2 separate regions of the Mus musculus genome follow, and region 2 is linked to region 1. A link is a contact called in public Hi-C data. All regions are on one chromosome and are shown on one strand. Each heading gives the region's core, a stretch centred on a gene start, on an enhancer-like site or on the middle of the called end of the contact. The rest is flanking DNA. Distances are from core to core; before and after follow the strand shown. Region 1 holds the start of Dab1 (disabled 1). Region 2 overlaps Dab1 (disabled 1).

Region 1 (4,360 bases), core at 923-3,422:
TCACCACACATCTGAAAGAGGCATCAGGACTCCGTAGTTCTGACATGTCCAGGAAAGGCAGTTCCTAGAGGGAATAGAGGGCATGTGTGGTGCTTGGGCTTCTGGAGGACCCAAAGTAAAGAGATCTTAAAGATGAAGTTAACAGTCATTTAGTCCCTTGGGTACATCTTCCTGGTATCATTTTATCAACACAGTAAGTCATGAGAATATGTAACCATTTACATCTTCTGGTTGAGGAAAGGATATTTAGAGAGTGGGTTGGGATGGCTCATGTTCAGGCTCCCTGAACTGCTCACCAGTGGCTTTTACTCCCAATCTCTTGTTGGATGAAGGAAAAGTTGATGTGGTTTGTGATTATGGAAGTCAGGAGATGGTGAGGGACTTTTATCCAGCACTGTTGGATCTTCTTACTGATTCTTCTTCCAATGGCATTTGCCCAAGTTCTCTCCAATCCACTATCTCCATAGCAGCCAGAGTGAACTTTTTTTTTTTTTTTTTGGTTTTTCGAGACAGGGTTTCTCTCTATAGCTCTGGCTGTCCTGGAACTCACTTTGTAAACCAGGCTGGCCTTGAACTCAGAAATCTGCCTGCCTCTGCCTCCGGAGTGCTGGGATTAAAGGCGTGTGCCACCACGCCCGGCCAGAGTGAACTTTTACAAATCAACCCCACAGGGAATGCTACACCACTCACATCCCTAACTCCAGTGCCAAATCTACTTACTGACCTCTGTGGAGGTGAACCTCCCTGTCAGATGGAACCACCCACTCTATATCATACCACTGGGTCATTACCCTTGCTGCTTCCAGCTACAGGTGTACCCTCCTCCATCTTAGATGCCCTCAACTCATTCCTGCATGGGACATTTGCTCTGGCTGTTTCTTCTGCCCTGGAGATGAGGAGATGAGGTCCTACTGACGTAGAACTTGGGTTAGCAGTTATGACCTAAGCAGGTTCCTACTTGTTCCAGTTCCCTAGGTGTTCCGGTTGTTGTTATTGTGATAAAACACTGACCAAAGCCAACTTAGTGGTGTTACTTCATCTTATAGGTTTCAGTCCATCATTGAGGGAAGTCAGAGCAGGGACCTGGAGTAGGAATGGAAGCACAGACCATAAAGGGACTCTGCTTACCTGCTTGCTCTCCATGGCTTGTTCAGCTTACTTCTTAGACAACCCAAGACACCTGCCCAGAAGTAGCTCCACTCACAGAAGGCTGGCCTCTCCCACATTAACCCTCAATCAAGAATGTGGCCGGAAGACACGCCCACAGGCCCATATAATGGAAGCAACATCTCAGTCTGAGGGTCTCTCTTCCCAGGTGACTCAAGTTTCGTGTCAAGTTGACAAAAGCAAGCTAAGTAGCATCTCCAGTCACTTCACATTGCATGCCACCATCTATTTCAATCTTGGTGATCAATACCACTCAACAACTCTTCTTGATTTACTTATTTTCTGTGTCTTCACTGGAGAGAAAAGTCCAAGCCAAGCTGTACTCTACTCTATAAAATAGGGATTGGCATAGAACCGAGGTACGCTCACGGCAAATATTTACTGGGTTGTTGCTGACAGTTGTTGAGGGAAGGCAGGCTTGCATTGGAAGAAGGAAGAAATTAAGCTTTGTTTAGGGAGTTCCACTCTGTTTATCTCATTATATTCTCACCACAACCTCACAGAAAAGCTCATCTGATTCCCATTTTATTGATGAAGCAACAGGGACCCAATCCTCTGGTGCGGGCTGCCTCTCTCAGTGCCCACAAGCCTGCTCCCAAGGCGGCATCTAGAAACCACGTGCAATCAGGAGGGTGCCTCTGTAGCAGTAACCTCCCGTGCAAAGACCTTCCCTGGGAAGTGGCAGTTGGAAATGAGTTTCCATAATAAACCTCTGTTGCTTGCCCTAAAGCTCAGACATTCTAGGGAGCAGAGAGCCTAAGGAGAGCGCTGCGGGGAGACCAGTGATGGTTATAGACGATGCTGTGGTGATTTAGGAGGGAGTGGCAATTGGGTGCTGAGGGTCCTTTCCTGAGCAGAGCCCACACTGTGGCCAGGTGCAGCCAAGCCACTCTTGCCGGCGCTCGTATCCTTAGTTAGGTGGCGAAATGCTGATGGGCTCTCCTATTCGGGGGAATGCGGTAGTGATGTATAAGGTATGAAAGATGTGGCCTGCAGAGAGCCGGCACTATCTCTACTGCTGCTGCTGCTGCCACCGCTGCCTTTGCTGCCGCCACTACTGCCGCCACTAGAGCTGCCGGGAGTGAGCCTCCCTTCTTCCAGATACCCAGCTCCGTTGCATCTCCCGCTCCCTGGCCCCGCACGGACCTCCCCGCCCCAGGGAACAAAAGCAGAGTCCGGTCGCCCTGTTCTGCAGCCAGAGGATGATGTGTCGAGAGGGCTGAGCAGAGTGTGGTCTTCAGCGGCTGGAAGGTAGGAGAGGGTGTTGCGCCTGGCGGCCGCGGCGTGGAAAGCTAGGGTGGGCGCGCCAGGGCAAGGATGGCTTCAGTCGTCCAGCCGTCGGGTGGGCGCCTCATGGACCCTGCAGGGTGGTGGTCTGCAGCGCCGCGGCCGCAATGCCCACTGCGGGCCGAGAGTCGCGTTCCCGCAGCCACGAGGGAGCCCCTGCATGGGGACTGGAGGCGGAGGAAAGAAAAGTCTGAAGCCCAAAGCCAAGCGGTGGTGGCTGCAGAAGGGCTGTCCGCAGCTCTTGGACTTGGTGGCGCGTTTCGCCGCGCTGAACGGCCAGGCGGCGGCCGCAGTGTGCGCAAAGTTTTGGGTAGCGCGCAAAGGCGCAGGCAAGGGCCGCGCACAGAGGGGCAAGTTGTGGCCAGAGAGCTAGGGCGACCCTCAGGACAACCAGCGGGGTTTGCCTAAGAAGGGGACAGGTGGATTCTGCTCCCCTCCAGCATAGAGGAGACTGGGTTGGAGCGGCGTCGTTTTAACCCTTTGGTCCCCGGGGGAAAACAACTTCATCCGTGTTGGAGCCTGCTGGACCCTGGCCGCTTTGAGGCTCCTGGTTTGATCCTCCTGTGGCCGTGCGCAATTCTCTGCTTCTGTCGCGTTTTCATTTCTAGCCTCTTAGGTTTTAGCTGGCCTGGGGTCTTTCCCTAGGTCTGTATCCCTTGGACCATTGCGTACATGTTTCTCTATCTCCTCGCTAGATTGACTCTTGGATGCTGCTTTGAAAAATGAAATGATTAATCAATTAGGTTAGTGGTCAATTAGGCATAACCTTGTAGGAAAATAATTATGTCGGGCTCTCAGCTTCCACCGGTGATGAGGTGGGAATCGAGCCCAGGTACGGGGGCTGTTCCCAAATAATAGTACTGGGGCGGGGGCGGAGGGGGGGGCGGTTGCGTTCTGGAATTTAAAATTAAGAGGATGGTGACCACCCACCAAGGTGGTGGGAGTCAACGGAGGAGTGTGTGTGTGTGTGTGTGTGTGTGTGTGTGTGGTGTGGTGTGGTTTGTGTGTGTGTGTCTGTGTGCGTGCGCGCTTGCTTCAGTTTTTGCTGAGAAAATTAACCCTTGACAGACTAGTCTGGGTAGACTTTTCAGGCAACATGGTGTATCCAACGGCTTGAAGGAAAGGTGTGTCCCCTTGCATGCCTGACCCCCTAACACACACACACACACACACACACACACACACACACACACACCCTTCCAAGCGGCTCCCTCTGCGAATCGCATCACCTCGTAGTGGCTTTGCTGAGCTTCGGGAGGCTGAGTTTAGGGGACTGCCTCTTAGTTTCATGTAGAAAGAATCGCATCATTGCAGACAGAGCTTTCTGTACACTGCTTAGCAGAACACATATCTCCCCCGATTGTGTTAAATAAAACCGTTATTAAATGGGAGCAAAAGGGAGACAATCTGTTTCCAGGGCTGGGAAGTTCTGCTGCATAGTGAGGCTTTTTTTTCCCCCTTTCTTTTTTGGAACCACTGGTGGGGTTTGGCACTGCAGTATTACAATACAGCCATATTAAAAAGGTCTTCAGAGCTTAGAGCCCTCCACCGCCGCAGGCTCCTCTTCTATACACTTCCATGATCAACAGCTCCTTTGCAGGGTGCATGCAGTGGATTCCAAAGGCAACGTGCTTTTTAACCCCTTTATGTGTCGAGCTTAAGCTGCTTCTGTCTGTTTAGGCACCTGCTTATAAGGTAGTAGAATCCTATTCAGAAGGCAAAAACCTGGAGGTGCGTCCTCAGATAGACAAGATTTTGCAACAGGTCCTATGTTTGAGGTTTCGAGTAATGGATCCCTTTGGCGTTCGATGTCAGGGCTCCCTTCTCTAGCGGTGATGTGATGAGGGCTGGACCCAGTGGTCTCACAGCGCCTGCAGTGCTGACAGTAGCTGGTTCTGAATTTTAT
Region 2 (4,425 bases), core at 1,454-3,953, 85 kb after region 1:
GTCCTCTCGAAATGCCCTCGAGAGTGTGAGTTCAGAAGTGGAGTTCGGGAGCTTCTTGTCGTAGGGTCGTTGAGGAACCAGAGCCTGAGATTCTGTGCTGAGTACCTGCATGTGACAGGATCTTCTCTTGACACTCCTCTCAGGGGTCTCTTCCACTGCAGAGCCAGTCCTGCACCTGCCACTGCACCCTAACCTGTTGTAAGAACCTGGCCTGTGATGCTCCCAAGTTATTAGGTTACTGACAGGCACCTGCCAACCCACTCATCTGTGTTTAGCTTCCTGATGGGCAGCCGAAACACAGTTCCCTGATTCTGCTTCGTCCAGTGCTTCTTCTTAGGTTCTGCCAATAGGGGGTGCTAGAGGAAGACTGCATGGCTGAATGGAGGAAGGAGACACTTGCTCTGCTGATTAGCTTCCAGTAATAGCATAGAACAGGCCCCTAACTTCGGTGCTATTTATATTTGTAGTTCTGCCCTGTGACCTGTAGGATGTTTATAGAACCCCTGTTCCACACTCTCTAAACTCCAAAAGCAAACCCTTAGTTGTAAATGTTAATGCGCCCCTACACATTGTCAAATATCCTCCAGAGGGAAATATTGCCTCCAGCTACTGAACCGATGACCCAGGGTCGCTAAGTAGCTAGATTCACTTGGGAACCCTTGTCTGTGACAACAGTAACCTGCCATCCTCTTCTAGAACTCTTTCAGCTCTAGAGTTGGTATTTTTGAGTCAAGCAATGCTGACATGAACTGGCTGGCAGCTCTTCAGAGGTCTGCACCTGCCCACTGGGCCTCCTTAACTCACATACACCAACCCCAGATGCATGGTGTCCCTTCCCCAGTACTCACCTTGGACATCCGTGCTTTCATATCATATACCAATGGGGATCTTCTGACACAGCCCTGAGTTGTCTTTAGATGTGAGATGCTGTGTTGGGAATGCCTTAGCTTCTGCTTAGTCTTTCAGTTATGTAACTGATAATGTTATATTATTCTGCCTATGCACTGGTGTCTTGTAGAAGTCTAACATGTAGCACCCATTCTGTGGCTCTTTCTGGGTCTGCTAAGCAGGGACAGAAACTCTCCTTCAGAGTCACTCTCCTTTAGCCCAACCTACTTGGTACAGCTGTCACATGTATACTAGAACATCTGTTCCTCCTGCTCGATTGTAAGGTCGCACATACAAGAGCCATATAGCATTTAGTTTTGCATTTTTGACACAGTGGGAATAAGTGAGTGAGTGAATGAATGAACAGATGAGTGTGTGAATGGATGGATGAATGAACAAATGGATGAATGAATGAATGAAAAACTACATGACCCTTTTAAGTCTAATTGTGTAGTCTGATTTCCTTTTCTCCTTGCTGGGATTGCTGTCTCAGTGAAATGAGGGACTTTGAGAGCTGAGCCTACAGAGGCAGCTGGGATATAGAATTTAACTATGCTGAAGAAGTGGCAATGTGTAGAAGTTCTGCGGGCAAGTCCTGTGGTTCTAACATAAGGGATGGCATTGCAGATCTCCGCTGGGGGAGAAAAGAGTCCCTGACATGTTAGAAGAGAGACCAGGAGTGGAGCCACCCAGGAGGTGCTGTGCACTGTGAAACCTGACAGGAGGGGTGAACCCAGAGAGCAAGGCTCCCACGGTGCTGACAGTTCTATTCTGTAAGAAGCCGATTCTTTTTGTGGAGGAAGATGAATACGCCTTGCTATAGACAATGGATACCAAGGGGAGGTGAGAAGAGGGAAGAATGGGGGCTTAACAATCATCCACAGTTACAGGTTGAATGGTTCAGCTTCGTTTTCTGGCTAATTATCAGTGAGTTTTTCAGATTTTGATGCATTTTTTAAAGATGTGAAAGCTAATAAAGAAAGTGTCTATTTGCCTTTTAATCAGACTTGTGCATGAGAGCCAATATCAATGTGTAGAATTCAGCTGGGTTCTCTTGTAGTCGGGGAGTAAGAGTCCATTATAGTCCTTAAAAGAAAGAAGAGACAGCAGCCAGAGTGACCCGCTCTCCCCTTCTGTGAGATACAGATAATGATACCAACTCCCCTTTATGTTCCAAGGCTTTTTGGAAAATCAAATAAGATGAAGGGTGTGGACATACTTTGCAAGTCATTAAGTGCCTGTCAGACACATCTTCTTTCAGCAAATGTGTGTTCAACTTGTCCTGTGATGTGACAGGACCATTGTCAGGCCCTTGAGGGTACATCCATGAATCAGACACAGTCTCTGTCTTTCAGGTGTTTGGATGGACACAAACCTGACAAGGAGTCTTGCCGTGCCATAGGAGAAGCTAACATACTTTATTGGGAACCTTTACCAATATTACATTCGGTACAGTGGGTTGTTAATGGGTGCCACATTAATGTTTTTGTTTTATTCTCAGAGTGCAGAGTTGATTGCCATGGGGTTAGAAGGTTGATGACTGAATTTGGATAAGGCACATTTCTCTCCCATCTACTGTATCAGATTCCTGTATAACTCACAAGGTTGATTATAACTACCAGATTTTCAAATATTTTTAACGCTGTAACTACTGTTTTTCTGTTTGGAGATAACATAAGAACATAGAAAAGCCAGGTGCTGTAGCATGTGCCTGTAATCTCAGCTATAAAAAGAAAAGCTAAAAACTGTTGAGGAGTACATTGTGTGCTTTATATGGCCATGGGTGATGTCATCCTCAAAACTTCACTTGTCCCCGTGGGCTACCATCTGTCTTGCCATTATTTCTAATGAGGAAGTGGGGGAGTTGAGTAGAAATCTGAGGCAAACACATGCCTGAGAATCAGCCCCTCCCTCACAAGCATGATCAGGGATCCAGAGATGATAGGGGTGCACCTTGCAGGAGAGTGGAGAAGGTGTGTCCTTTGTGGACTTAGGAGAACCCCTCTGCACTTGTTGGTAAATCTCATGGAGACACAGAAGAAAGTCCTAACTTGTTTGCTGAGTACATCTGGTCTCCCCTACCCCAACCTTTCCACATTTAACATCACTTCATGCTAGGAACAGACCAGGTCCTGACAAAAATGCTTTTACCTGTCTTGTGCCTTCCCCTTAAGATAGGGGAGATGAGATGTATCCGACATACACTTATTTCTGACTTCTCTGACACACACCCACTTGCCCTTCAGATCCTTCTTTGCTACAACCGTATGCTGGCCCTGTTCATGGAGCTACATGGAAGGGTGTCTATTTGCCTCCCTTCCTGGGGTAAACTGCCCCGGGAAAGGGCAATGCAGATGAAGTCCCTCTTTATCCTCATTACCAGGAAAATGCTTTGCACAGAGTGGGCATTTAGGAACCACAGCTGAATGAATGTACAAAGGAGCCCATAGGTGGTGTTCTTGCCAGGGTGGGTAGACTCCCAGCAGCTCTTCATGATGACTTGACTTCGTGGAACTGAGCTTACAATGGGCTTTACCATGGCCTTCACTATTTAAACAATAACAACACCATCATCATCATCATCATCAACAACAACAACAACAACAACAACAACAACTGTCTTTGTAGTTTTCCCAAAGGTAAATTCACTAACTTGGAGAGGGATTAGTCCAAAAAGAAATCCCTTTGGACCAGATTGCACCTATTTTTGCTTTCTTATTTCTCATTCTCTATGTCCCCTGTCATAGAGTTTGGGGACAAGTCCTGTGGGTAGGAGAGACTTAGCTGTGAACAGGGCAGAACAGGGTTATGAAAGTGCCCTGCTCAGACCAAGAGGACATGCCTTGAACAGCCACATTCCTTAATCTTGCCATTGCTTTTGGATTTGTAAGAGCAGAGAATCTATGATTCCAAGACTTGAGCTCTTAAATGATGGATTGAGCGGCTGCTTCTGTACAAAGCGGTGGCCGCCACTTACTTTCCTAGTGTTTGTATACTCACAGATGATGCATTTGGGAAATCGCTCAGTGGGTAAGGGTGCTCACTGACAAGCTTAGTAGCCTGGATTCAGTCTCTGGAAATCACATGGGAGAAGAAGAGAACTGACCTCTGCAAGTTTTCCTATGACCTCTAGACCCTCTACATACATGATGTGGCAAGCACATGAGTGCTTGTATACATACATTCTCTCTGTCACCTGTCTGTCTGTCTCTGAGTCTTTTTCTTTCTCATATACACACATAACTGAATATAACAAAAATATTAAGTGTTCGGTACATAAAAATCCTTTAAAAGATTGGAGCTAAAAAAAATCATTGTTATTCTACCTCGGTTTTGAGGAGCATAGAATAACTATAAAATTTTACCCTGAGTATTTCATCTTTCCTTGTGCCTTACAGCATCCCCAGTGAACAACCAACATACTATCCCTGTGCAAGGAGTTAATTCTGGTCCTATTAATCTTCATATTAGCTATCTGGGTTTCAAAATGAAATAGTGTTTTAAGTTAAAAACCAATATTTAACAGCACAGTACTGC

Evidence for each region. A called contact is a pair of places that touch in the nucleus more often than the background predicts.
Region 2: a contact with region 1 is called in a Hi-C map of cortical neurons, with 2.3 times the contacts expected there. The contact joins the enhancer-like site here to the promoter of Dab1 in region 1. A contact is called at or near these places in 1 of 39 promoter capture datasets (hippocampal neurons), 3 of 484 Hi-C or Micro-C datasets (cerebral cortex, cortical neurons and nephron progenitors), 1 of 115 datasets of contacts at active chromatin or transcription factors (neural progenitor cells) and 1 of 9 other capture datasets (adipose tissue).

What each region holds. Positions count from the first base shown.
Region 1 is chr4:103,617,328-103,621,687 of GRCm38.p6, forward strand. It overlaps Dab1 (disabled 1), which reads left to right and starts at 2,173. Exons shown (of 18, transcript NM_001369047.1): 1 at 2,173-2,418. Gm36604 (a long non-coding RNA gene) reads right to left here and starts at 1,727. Exons shown (of 3, transcript XR_376479.3): 1 at 1,129-1,727.
Region 2 is chr4:103,701,983-103,706,407 of GRCm38.p6, forward strand. All of the region lies in intron 1 of Dab1 (disabled 1), which reads left to right. Among named protein-coding and RNA genes, the nearest start is that of Dab1, 85 kb to the left of the region's middle. Within about 2 kb of position 2,704, at least 8 of the 459 cell types and tissues checked have an H3K27ac peak or open chromatin away from gene starts, as enhancers often do. A contact at or near this core is called in cortical neurons, where this site is marked.